Regions from separate parts of the Rattus norvegicus genome. Here region 2 is linked to region 1. A link is a contact called in public Hi-C data. All regions are on one chromosome and are shown on one strand. The core of a region is the stretch at or near the end of the contact, and the rest is flanking DNA. Distances in the headings are between cores, read along the strand shown.

What was found. A called contact is a pair of places that touch in the nucleus more often than the background predicts.
Region 2: a contact with region 1 is called in a Hi-C map of liver, with 8 times the contacts expected there. The contact joins two enhancer-like sites. A contact is called at or near these places in 11 of 12 Hi-C or Micro-C datasets (the A7r5 cell line, Schwann cells, frontal cortex and 6 more) and 1 of 1 datasets of contacts at active chromatin or transcription factors (oligodendrocytes).

The regions. Positions count from the first base shown.
Region 1 is chr6:46,060,930-46,066,412 of GRCr8, forward strand. It overlaps Odc1 (ornithine decarboxylase 1), which reads left to right. Exons shown (of 12, transcript NM_012615.3): 3 at 1-106; 4 at 324-497; 5 at 589-761; 6 at 963-1,097; 7 at 1,197-1,278; 8 at 1,450-1,533; 9 at 2,049-2,211; 10 at 2,293-2,405; 11 at 2,660-2,874; 12 at 3,359-4,219. The coding sequence starts at 5. The coding sequence ends at 3,503. Among named protein-coding and RNA genes, the nearest start is that of Snora80l1, 3.8 kb to the left of the region's middle. Within about 2 kb of position 4,107, at least 3 of the 93 cell types and tissues checked have an H3K27ac peak or open chromatin away from gene starts, as enhancers often do. A contact at or near this core is called in liver, where this site is marked.
Region 2 is chr6:46,307,243-46,313,108 of GRCr8, forward strand. Hpcal1 (hippocalcin-like 1) reads left to right here. Exons shown (of 5, transcript NM_017356.3): 4 at 964-1,069; 5 at 5,262-5,866. The coding sequence ends at 5,359. Among named protein-coding and RNA genes, the nearest start is that of Asap2, 76 kb to the right of the region's middle. Within about 2 kb of position 2,314, at least 3 of the 93 cell types and tissues checked have an H3K27ac peak or open chromatin away from gene starts, as enhancers often do. A contact at or near this core is called in liver, where this site is marked.

The DNA.
Region 1 (5,483 bases), core at 2,857-5,356:
AACCATGGGCAGCTTTACTAAGGAAGAGTTTGACTGCCATATCCTCGATGAAGGTTTCACTGCTAAGGACATTCTGGACCAAAAAATCAATGAAGTTTCTTCCTCTGTAAGTACGGGAAGCCCACAGCCACAACTCAAAAGTTCCATAAAAGAGCATGCCTTGCCAGAGAATCTAGAATTTGACTGACTGGGCTGTCTAGTGAGTGTCCATGTCAGTACTGCTAACAGGGATAGGATTTTGTTAGGGAAGGGGGAAAAAGATCTTCAGTGTGGCCAGGTGCAAGACTGTTAATGAGGTCCCTGAACCCACTCACTCATTCCAGGATGATAAGGATGCTTTCTATGTTGCGGACCTCGGAGACGTTCTAAAGAAGCATCTGAGGTGGCTGAAAGCTCTTCCCCGTGTTACTCCCTTCTATGCTGTCAAGTGTAATGACAGCAGAGCCATAGTGAGCACCCTGGCTGCCATTGGGACAGGATTTGATTGTGCAAGCAAGGTAAGACTGCTTATCTCACCCCAAAAGGGTTATCAGTTGATGTGCTTTTGTTTGTCAAACTCCGTCTATATATACTGATCTTCTCTTTCAGACTGAAATACAGTTGGTGCAGGGGCTTGGGGTGCCTCCAGAGAGGATTATCTATGCAAATCCTTGTAAGCAAGTGTCTCAGATCAAGTATGCTGCCAGTAATGGAGTCCAGATGATGACTTTTGACAGTGAAATTGAGTTGATGAAAGTTGCCAGAGCACATCCAAAGGCAAAGTAAGTCTTCTGATTGAGCACAAAAAGGCTGGGCCTTGCTAGGCAGACTATAATCTTGGTTCCTTATTCCTATACATAGTAAGAACCAGGCTAAACCCTGGGTTAGAATCAGACCCACAAGCAGTAGTGCCTAGACAGGCTGATTGGATGAACGTGTACAGAGTGCTTACTTGGTGCATGCACTTGTTTCTGTCCACCTAGGTTGGTTTTGCGGATTGCCACTGATGATTCCAAAGCAGTTTGTCGGCTCAGTGTTAAGTTTGGTGCCACACTGAAAACCAGCAGGCTTCTCTTGGAACGGGCAAAAGAGCTAAATATTGATGTCATTGGTGTCAGGTGAGGTCTCAGTGATAGTTACAGACTGAGACATTAAATTTTAAGGCCCTTTTTTCCTCTGAGAACTAGTCAAAGAACAGCATCTTGTTTTTATTTCAGCTTCCATGTGGGCAGTGGGTGTACTGACCCTGAGACCTTCGTGCAGGCAGTGTCAGATGCCCGCTGTGTCTTTGACATGGGAGTAAGTACATGACTCCTGGAGGAGGGCTGTCTTGATTGAAATAACCAAACCACTGAATCTAGAATTTGCCTCTTGTAGAAGCTGTCTGCATAACAGATTTTAAAACCATCTGTCCTGTGCATTTAAACTTGTGAATCTAGCAATTTGACTTCCAAATTTTCTTGATTCTAGACAGAAGTTGGTTTCAGCATGTATCTGCTTGACATTGGTGGTGGCTTTCCTGGGTCTGAAGACACGAAGCTTAAATTTGAGGAGGTAATTATTACAACATTAACCTACAGACGGTGAGATATGTATTTACCATTGTGGTGTTTTTACTGATTAAAGGAGCCAACATGCCTGGTGTTTTGTTCTCACTACTTGTTATTTGCAACTGTAGCCCAGGCTGGCCTTGAACTTTCAGTTCTCCTGCCTGTTTCCCATATTTTAATGTTTAGCTCAGTGCTTATCACTATTGTACTATGAAGTAGACAGGGTGGAAGGAGTTATATCTTGTTGGCATGTATTCAGAATTCAGCATTTGGCCCCTCTTGTAATCCATTTTGTGCTATTTTATTAAATATTAATATAAACTATTCATAATGTGTTAGAAAGAGATGGTCCTGAGGGGAGTGGGAAGTGGTGTATGTACAGACTAGTTTCCAGAGAGGTTTGTTGCTTCTGTTGCCTGATGACAGACCTGCTATGCTAGGTCATGTCCTGTTCTTACACACAGCAGTGTGATCTTTCTCCTCAACTATAACAAATGGCTGCTCCCTTCTCTCACTTAGATCACCAGTGTAATCAACCCAGCTCTGGACAAGTACTTCCCATCGGACTCTGGAGTGAGAATCATAGCTGAGCCAGGCAGATACTACGTCGCATCAGCTTTCACACTTGCAGTGAATATCATTGCCAAAAAAACCGTGTGGAAGGAGCAGACCGGCTCGGACGGTATGTGGTGGCAGGATGAGTGAGTCATGTGGGATAACAGTTGATATGCTGGGTGGTAATTAGGGTGATCTGTTTTTCTAGATGAAGATGAGTCAAACGAGCAAACTTTGATGTATTACGTGAATGATGGAGTGTATGGGTCATTTAACTGCATTCTTTATGACCATGCACATGTGAAGGCCCTGCTGCAGAAGGTGAGTTCTGAGCGCATGCTCTAGCAGTGAGTGATGCATAGGATAGAGAGAACATTGGGCCGAGAGATGGCTCAGCAGTTAAGAGCACTGACTGCTCTTCCAGAGGCCCTGAGTTCAATCCCAGCAACAACATGGTGGCTCACCACCATCTGTATGTAATGATGCCCTCTTCTGGTGTGTCTGAAGAATAGCTACAGTGTATTTATAATCTTTAAAAAAAAAACAAACAAAAAACAAACATTGTCTTTATACAGAGACCCAAGCCAGATGAGAAGTATTACTCATCCAGCATCTGGGGACCAACATGTGATGGCCTTGATCGGATCGTCGAGCGCTGTAGCCTGCCTGAAATGCATGTGGGTGATTGGATGCTGTTTGAGAACATGGGTGCATACACTGTTGCTGCTGCTTCTACTTTCAATGGGTTCCAGAGGCCAAACATCTACTACGTAATGTCACGGTCAATGTGGTGAGTGGGGCTGTGCCTGCTCATGCTCTTTTGGTTGCTCAGTGTAATGTTTGCCTACTGTGAGCCAGAAGCCTGGGTTATGCCTGATGCACACACACACATACTATGGGGGGAAGGCAGTATGTGCTGAGGGGAAGGATCACCTGACCTGTCTCAAAGGGACTGAATTTGTGCTTGCTTTTTATGTTTGATAAGTTTTTTTTTACCTTGAGCTAAATACAGAAATGGAGTTTTTCCAAGTAATTACTGCTCATCTTCAGATATTTACTACTAGGAGAGGTCTTACAAGTAAGCCATTAGATTCTTTTGCAACTAAAATATTCAAGTTAGCATATGTGACCTGTGGGTTCCTTAATAATGAAATTTTACATTGGATTGTTTCCTGGTATAGTGACAGGGTGAGGTGTCAGGAGATCTCTTGGGAGGCTGCCCAATTTGGAGGGATTTGGGTTTTGAATATGCCATATATGCCTTTGTTTTTCAGGCAACTCATGAAGCAAATCCAGAGCCATGGCTTCCCGCCAGAAGTGGAGGAGCAGGATGTTGGCACTCTGCCCATGTCTTGTGCCCAGGAGAGCGGGATGGACCGTCACCCTGCAGCCTGTGCTTCTGCTAGTATCAATGTATAGATGCCATTCTTGTAGCTCTTACCTGCAAGTTTAGCTTGAGTTCACGGCATTTGGGGGGACCATTTAACTTAATTACTGCTAGTTTGGAATGTCTTTGTAAGAGTAGGGTTGGCACCAATGCAGTATGGAAAGACTAGGAGATGGGGGTCACACTTACTGTGTTCCTATGGAAACTTTGAATATTTTATATGGATTTTTATTCACTTTTCAGACCTGATACTAATGAGTGCCCCTCGGCTGCTGAGCAAGCATTTGTAGCTTGTACATTGGCAGAATGGGCTAAAAGCTTATGTTGTGACCCATTTTGAAAATAAAGTATCTTGAAATGATTGGACATTGGAGAATGTGTGCAAGTATCCCTTACAGAAGGCACAAACTTCTGCACAGGCTGTGTGTTACAGCAGTGAGTCTAGCCCAGCAGAGATGTGGATGATACAAAGCTGTGCCCCCTCTGTACAGCATCAATGTGCTTAGCCCATCTCAAGTGTTTACTGTGAACTTGGTGCCCAAAGTCTCTTAAGAGTATCATCTGCCTAGTGGCCTCTTGACTTGGCCACTTCCTAAGGAGAGGGCATCTGAGGCTCTTTGAACCTTGCCTGCAGAAACCCTGACTGCTCCCTCAACCCTTGGCCTCAGCTGCATCACCACCTAGTAACAGTTGAAGTATCGAACAGCACTTGGCAGTCAACTTCCTGTAATAAATTCAACAACAGCAACTACTGTGTTGTAAATTTTTACCTTGACCTTTCATATTATAGTCCTGCTCAGTTTATACACCTATTGCATCCCCAAAGAAATGCCAGACTCTTAACCTAGTTAGTATTGAAGACCTGTAGGTCAGGAGGAAGGGATCCTGTGATCCAGCACTGGGAGACAGTATGGGCTCTACAGGCTACCTCAAGATAAGGCCTGAGTTAAAGCTAAGCAGTCATCTGGAGTGTTGCCCATGGGTCTAAAGCTGGAGCTGCCTGTGCCCTCCATAAAGAGGGAGTCACTTCTCAGCTGTTTCTTAAGGGTCTCCAAGGCACAGGGCTATGGGTTTACTTGCTAAAATGTTTAACTTTCTTGGGAGCCACAATGACTGTGACTGGAGTTAGGGAAGATCTGAAGTAAAGGCTCAGGTGTCTGGTGCTGTGCCAGGAGGCTCCTGTGTAAATGTGATAGGGTGGAAGGGCCCCACCCCCAGGTCTGGTCATTGGTAGTTTGGATAACTGGGGGAAATTAAGGTTTCTCTAGCTCTTAGCGATACATTTTCCACAGTTTTAAAGATAATGCATCATATGATTGCTGGAAATACATACTTAACTATGAAGCCAGCATGGTTTATAGGAAAGTACTTGTTTTCTGCCTTTTTGAAGTAGGGCCCCACTATGCTGGCCTAGAATTTGTTTTATAGATCAGACTGCCCTCAAATTGGTGATGGTGTCCACATATGTATATGTACCATGTGGGTTTTGTCTGAGGTGCCCAGAAGAGAACATTTTCTGGAACTAGGTCCTCCACAAGAGTAGCCAGTGCATTTAACCACTGAGCCATTTTTCCAGCCCACAAACCATTCTTAACCTGGCTGGCTGGCAAAAGCAGTTACTTGCTCTGATAGAGTGGTTGCCTATCATTCAGGCTTTGGAGTTAAGTTCTGGAAGACAGGTATGCTCAGGTCAGGGAGGCAGTTTTGACTTCGTTCTCAAGTGCTAAGGAAGGCAGTGGGATCCAACCCCTGCCTGGCCTTCAATTCTGCCTCAGTGTCACAAGTGAATGCTAAGATTCCACACTCAGCTTTTCTGAAAGTTTTGGCTTATGGGTGCTACCATGTGTGTGGAGGCCAGAGACTAGCCTCTGATCTCTGGATAGCTTATTAGAAGGTTAAAAATTGGGGTTGGGGATTTATTTAGCTCAGTGGTAGAGCGCTTGCCTAGGAAGCGCAAGGCCCTGGGTTCGGTCCCCAGCTCCGAAAAAAAGAACCAAAAAAAAAAAGGTTAA
Region 2 (5,866 bases), core at 1,064-3,563, 240 kb after region 1:
TGCGTTTAACACACACACACACACACACACACACACACACACACACACACACACACACCTTAGCTGTCTATAGGGCCTCCTATAGAAATCAGAATGACTTGGTAAAGGATGAGGCAGCAGTCAGTCCTGCATGGGAATCATGCTTATGTGCACCCTTCATTCTACCCCTCCATGCTTTAAACCACCTCTGTATCTGGGCCAGTGAGATGACTCTGTGGGTAAAGGTGCTTGCTACCAAGCCTGTCAGCCTGAGTTCGATTCCCTAAGACCCACATGGTAGGAAAAGAGAACCAACTTCCACAAGTTGTCCTCTGAGCTCCACATTATCAACACCTCCCAATAAATAAATAGATGCATACACGCATACATACATCATACATGCATACATACATCATACATGCATGCATACACACATACATGCATACACACACATGCATGCATGCATACATACATACATACAATAAGGAAAGCAGTTATATAAGTGCCTAATGCGGTGGCTAGAGATGTGCTAATGATGCTTTATATCATTTGGGAAATAATAAGAAAAGGTCTGTGTGCCTCCAGTTTCTTTTCCAAGATGATTTCCCACCTGTAGTTTGTTGAATCTGCAGATGCAAGACCCACGGGTGGGCAGGGGTCACTGTATTTCCCCTTTGACCTCCCCCCCAGGCATTCCCCAGCCCCCCACCAAAGATCCTTTGTACCTTTTAGACAGACATCATGCCCCCTAACCCCCACACTCCCAGCCCAGAGTCCCCAGCTGTATCCTGTGCGCTTGAACGTCAATTAACCTGTACTGGCTCCCTTCACCCAACGCCTTGTCTGTGAGATTTGTTCTGATGAGAGAAGGGTCCTGACACAGCCAGGGAGCACTCTGCCCTGCCCATGCTCCTTGGCAGGCTGAGTGAGAGCCATCACCCATCCTCCATCCTCCCAAGCACACTCACAGACGCCCCTTTGCAGGCCATCTACAAGATGGTGTCCTCCGTGATGAAGATGCCCGAGGATGAGTCCACACCCGAGAAGCGAACAGACAAGATCTTCAGGCAGATGGACACAAACAATGATGGTAGGAAGCTTTGTGGGGTTGGGGATAGGGGGTGAAGGGGGTGGGGCGCACAGATGCACCTGTGAAACTGCTGTTGGCACAGATGTGTTTGGGGTACACCCTCTGCTCTGCTCCCTCCCAGCCCCCTCGATTCAGCTCTGCTGAAGGAAAAAAGACTAGAATTCAGGGTCAGGGACACCTAGCCTGCATCCTGAACCCTTCCTATGGCTTATGACCATGGGTAGATCAGTAGACCCTCCAAGCTGTAGGCTTCATACATGTTGTCTTAGTTAGGGTTATCATTGCTGTGATTAAACCCCATGACCACAAGCAACTTGGAGAGAAAAGGGTTTATTTACTCATAGTTTCCATATTATAGTTCATCATCAAAAACAGTGAGGGCAGGAAGCTGGATGAAGAAGCTGATGCAGAGACCATGAAGGGATGCTGCTCACTGGTTTGCTTCCCCTGGCTTGCTCAATCCACTTTCTTATAGAATTCAGGACCACCAGCCCAGGGTTGTACCACCCACCATGGGTTGGGCCCTCCCCCATCAATCACTAATTAAGAAAATGCCTTTCTGGTCAGGCATGGTGGCATATGTCTTTAATCCTAGCACTTAGGAGACAGGCTCTCTGTGAGTTCAAGACCAACCTGGTCTAAAAGTGAGTTCCAGGACAGCCAGGGCTGTTACACAGAGAAACCCTGTTTCAGAAAACAAAAAGAAAGGGGGGGGGGTGAGGAAAGAAGAAAAGAAGGAAGGAAGGGAAGGGAAAGGAAGGAAAGAAATAAGAAAGGAAAGGAAGGAAGGAAAGAAAAAAGAAAGGAAGGAAGGAAGAAAGAGAGAGAGAGAGAGAGAGAGAGAGAGAGAGAGAGAGAGAGAGAAAGGAAAATGCCCTACAGGTTTTCATGCAGGCATTGTATAAAGGCATTTTCTTAGTTGAGGCTCCCTCCTCTCTGATAACTATAGCTTTGTCAAGTTGACATAAAATTAGCCAACACACATGTTGATGGAGGGAGTGGTTTTACTATTTCCACGAGTCTATTTGGGGAAGGGAGGCAGGTATAATGGTACACTGTGAATTCCAGTCTCAAGATCCTGAGAGGCCAGCCAGGCCATCACCCTGGGAAACGAAGCACCCCAGATCCTCATGGGGCTCATCAAGCAAAGAAATCTGGCTATGGCCATCCTACCTAGGACTCCGAGGTCCTGCCACAGCTGCAAAAAGGCAGGTCTCAGGAAGTGGCGAGGTGGTGAGAGGTCACGAGGACATGCCCTGTGTCCTCCTGTGCCTTGGCTGTGAGTTCCTCATAGGACCTCAGCCAGGGAGAGGTAGCTGCACGGTGAGTTGATTCTGCCTGTCTGTGGCTTTGTAGAGCCAAGACTGATTGGCTTTTGTTCCAACAAGAAATGCAGCATTAAGGAAAGAAAAGGCTCCCCGGGTTGCGCTGAGATTAAATGTACGCTAATGCACCAGAAAGTGCCGTGTGTGAGCCTCGAGTACTCTGCGCAGGTGAGTTGAGGACGGAGCTCAGCGGGGCTCAAGGTTCCTGTGGAACTGTAGACAGCAAAAAAAACTTTCCAGACAGCAAGGAAATGCCTTTCAAAACATGTCCGCACACAAAGCAAGACAGCCTCTTGCCTGCCTTCCAGCCAATTTAGAAAGTGTTCTTTACCCTCTTGTGTATTGTGACATCAAGGCTTGGGTTCTGACAGACCGTACTGAGGCTTGGCCGCTTCCCAGGCTTGGCTTTCTTCTCTGTGAAACGGGGATAAACCCACTTACGTGGGCGTGAGGCTAAAGTAGTACCACGCTGGCGGCACACTTAACATGGAGGGCCGTTGTTTCTGATTGTCAAAGCCGGGACCTCACCTGCTTCAGAGTGGAGTCTGTGTCCCCACTGTGCACTTGCCCAGTTGTTTGGTCACACTATGGAGGTCACTGAGCACGTAATCCACCCTGTACACCAGTGACCATTTGCTAGCACTCAAGAAAGGAGAAGGCGGGGTTAGGGATTTAGCTCAGTGGTAGAGCGCTTGCCTAGGAAGTGCAAGGCCCTGGGTTCGGTCCCCAGCTCCGAAAAAAAAGAACCAAAAAGAAAGAAAGAAAGAAAGAAAGAAAGAAAGAAAGAAAGAAAGAAAGAAAGAAAGAAAGAAAGAAAGAAAAAGAAAGAAAGGAGAAGGCAGGGCGTTCAGAGAAGCTGGCACAGACAGGATCAAGAATCGGAGGACAGCAAAGCTCTCATCCCCCGGAGCTGTCAAGAGTCTACACTAGGAGGCGCTGTGATGGTTTTAAGTGTCAACTTGACTCAGTTTAGGATCACTTCAGAAGTCTCTTTCTTAAGATTTAGTATTTATTTTGTATATGAATGTTTGCCTGAATGTATGTTTGTATATGTATGAATGTATGTTAGAGGCCAGAGAAGGGCACTGGGTCCCCCTGGAGCTGGAGTTACAAATGGTTGGGAACCGCCCTGTGGATGCTGGAACTGAATCCAGGACCCTCTGCAAAAGCAGCAACTGTTCTTAACTGCTAAGCCATCTCTACAGCCCTAGAAGAGAGTCCTTTTTGCTTGTTTTTTGTTTGTTTGTTTGTTTGTTTGTTTGTTTGTTAGTTAGAGGCAGGGTTTCTCTGTGTAGCCCTGGCTGTCCTGGAACTTGCTGTTTAGGCCATGCTGGCCTTGAACTCAGTGATCCACTTGTCTCTGCCTCTTGAGTACTAGGATTAAAGATGTGTGCCATCACTGCCCAGCTCAGAAGAGTCTTAACGAAGAATTATCTAGATCAGTGGTTCTCAACCTACGAGTCCTGATCCCTTTGGGGATCAAATGAGCTTTTTCCGGGGGTTGCCTACGACCACCAGAAAACAGAGATATTACGTTCTGATTCATAACAGTAGCACGATTACAGTGTTGAAGTGGCAATGAAAATAATCTTACGTTTGGGGGTCGGCACAACACAAGGAACTATATTAAAGGATCCGCTCGCTCCGGCTGCTACTCTGCCACACAGCCCGCAAGCTGCCCACTCCTGGCTGTCTCCCTTTTAGCAACCCTCTCCGCGTGGTCCCCTAGGCAGTAGTTACTGCGCCTGACATACACACACACACACACACACACACACACACACACACACACACACACACCTCATTCTGCGAGCCCTTGTATGTTCTTACTCTGCAAGGGCAACAGAACCAGATCCGCACGCTCCAACTGCCTCTCAGCCATTTCTTTCACACACTGTCCTCTTTAGCCCAGTAAAATCAAAGTTCCACAAACTTGTAATTTTTAGCAATTAGATTTACATGTTAAATTCTCAATACACAATTCATCCACGCAATAAATTCACTGCCAATTGATAAAGATATAAACCGCCCACATAGACAAGATAAAATCGATCTAGTTCACCTAAATCTGAACCATCCCTCTCCATAGACTCCATCTTGATCTCCCATTCTCCTCCTCCTCCCCCTCCCTCCTTCCTAGACTTTTTTTCCACCTACCCTTCCTTCTCATCCAATGACAGGCTTCGCCTTATCCTGGACCCGCCTTGCTGCACAATGACATCATCCTACAGTGGCAGCCTATGAGCATGCCTGGTGGGGGTTGTCTTGGTTAATTGGTATAAGAAGGCCAATTGCCAATCTCTAGACAGGGGGCCTGAACAGTATAATAAAGGAAAAGGCCGAGTATCAGCAAACAGTCATGCACCCATACATCCATTCTCTCTGCCCTGTGACGTTTTAAAGTTATTCCCTGTAGTGATAGATTGTAACCTAGGACTAAACCAGAGAAAACCTCCTCCCTTAAGTTGCTTTTGGCTGGGGGATTTTTATCACAGTAACAGAAATAGAACTAGACCAGCACCCATAGTTTGTCCTGTCTCCCCAGCTGCCCCAGATCATGGCAGCTCTCCAGGTCTCCAGGTGGGGCTGGCAGCTTACTTCTAGCCACAGAATTCATTACGAAACCTCAGCCCCTACAACCTATGCCATAAAAGGAGAACCAGCTCTTACAGCTTGTCCTCTGACCACCTATGTGCCTCAACATGGCATATGCGCCCACATACATATGCACAGTAAATAAATGTGTGTACACTCGCATGTAAATGCCCTAGAAGTGAGCGGAGACTGGACATTGTCCATTTCCCAGAGGGTTCCAGACTTGAACCAGAGCACTGGCTAATCCTACGTCTCCCACTTCTATCCCTCAGGCAAACTGTCCCTGGAAGAATTCATCAAAGGTGCCAAGAGCGACCCGTCCATTGTCCGGTTGCTGCAGTGTGACCCCAGCAGTGCTAGCCAGTTCTGAGGGGAACGGGCTTTTGGACAGTTGTGAGAAACACAGGCTTGACCTGCCATCTTCAGCTTTGCTTGCAAAAGTGGATTCCTCCGTGATCTCTCCTGCTCTCCCGGGACCTGGGCCAGGCAGCACATCACACCCACCCGACCTGCCCAGCCGCAACTCCCTCCTCTATCTGATCCGTCCGTTCGATATCCCTCCCCCTCCAGTCCAGGTTGGTTCCTTCCAAGGGTTCAAGTGTTCTCGGCTGTAGGGCTCCTCCCTGCCCACAGAGGGCCCGGAGGCCCTTAAGGACACCAGACACGACTTTTCAGTATCCTACCGAGACCAGCTGATTCATTCTATGATCCCAGGTGACTTTGTGGGGATGAAGAAGATGGAGAGTAGACAGGCAAGCCCTTCCTGTGCATGGCTCCACCTCCCTTGTTCATTTTCTCTGACCAAAGCCGCTTGCACGTACATACCGTGGTCTCCTTACTTTTAATGTATGAGTTATGTGTACGGTGAGATGGACTC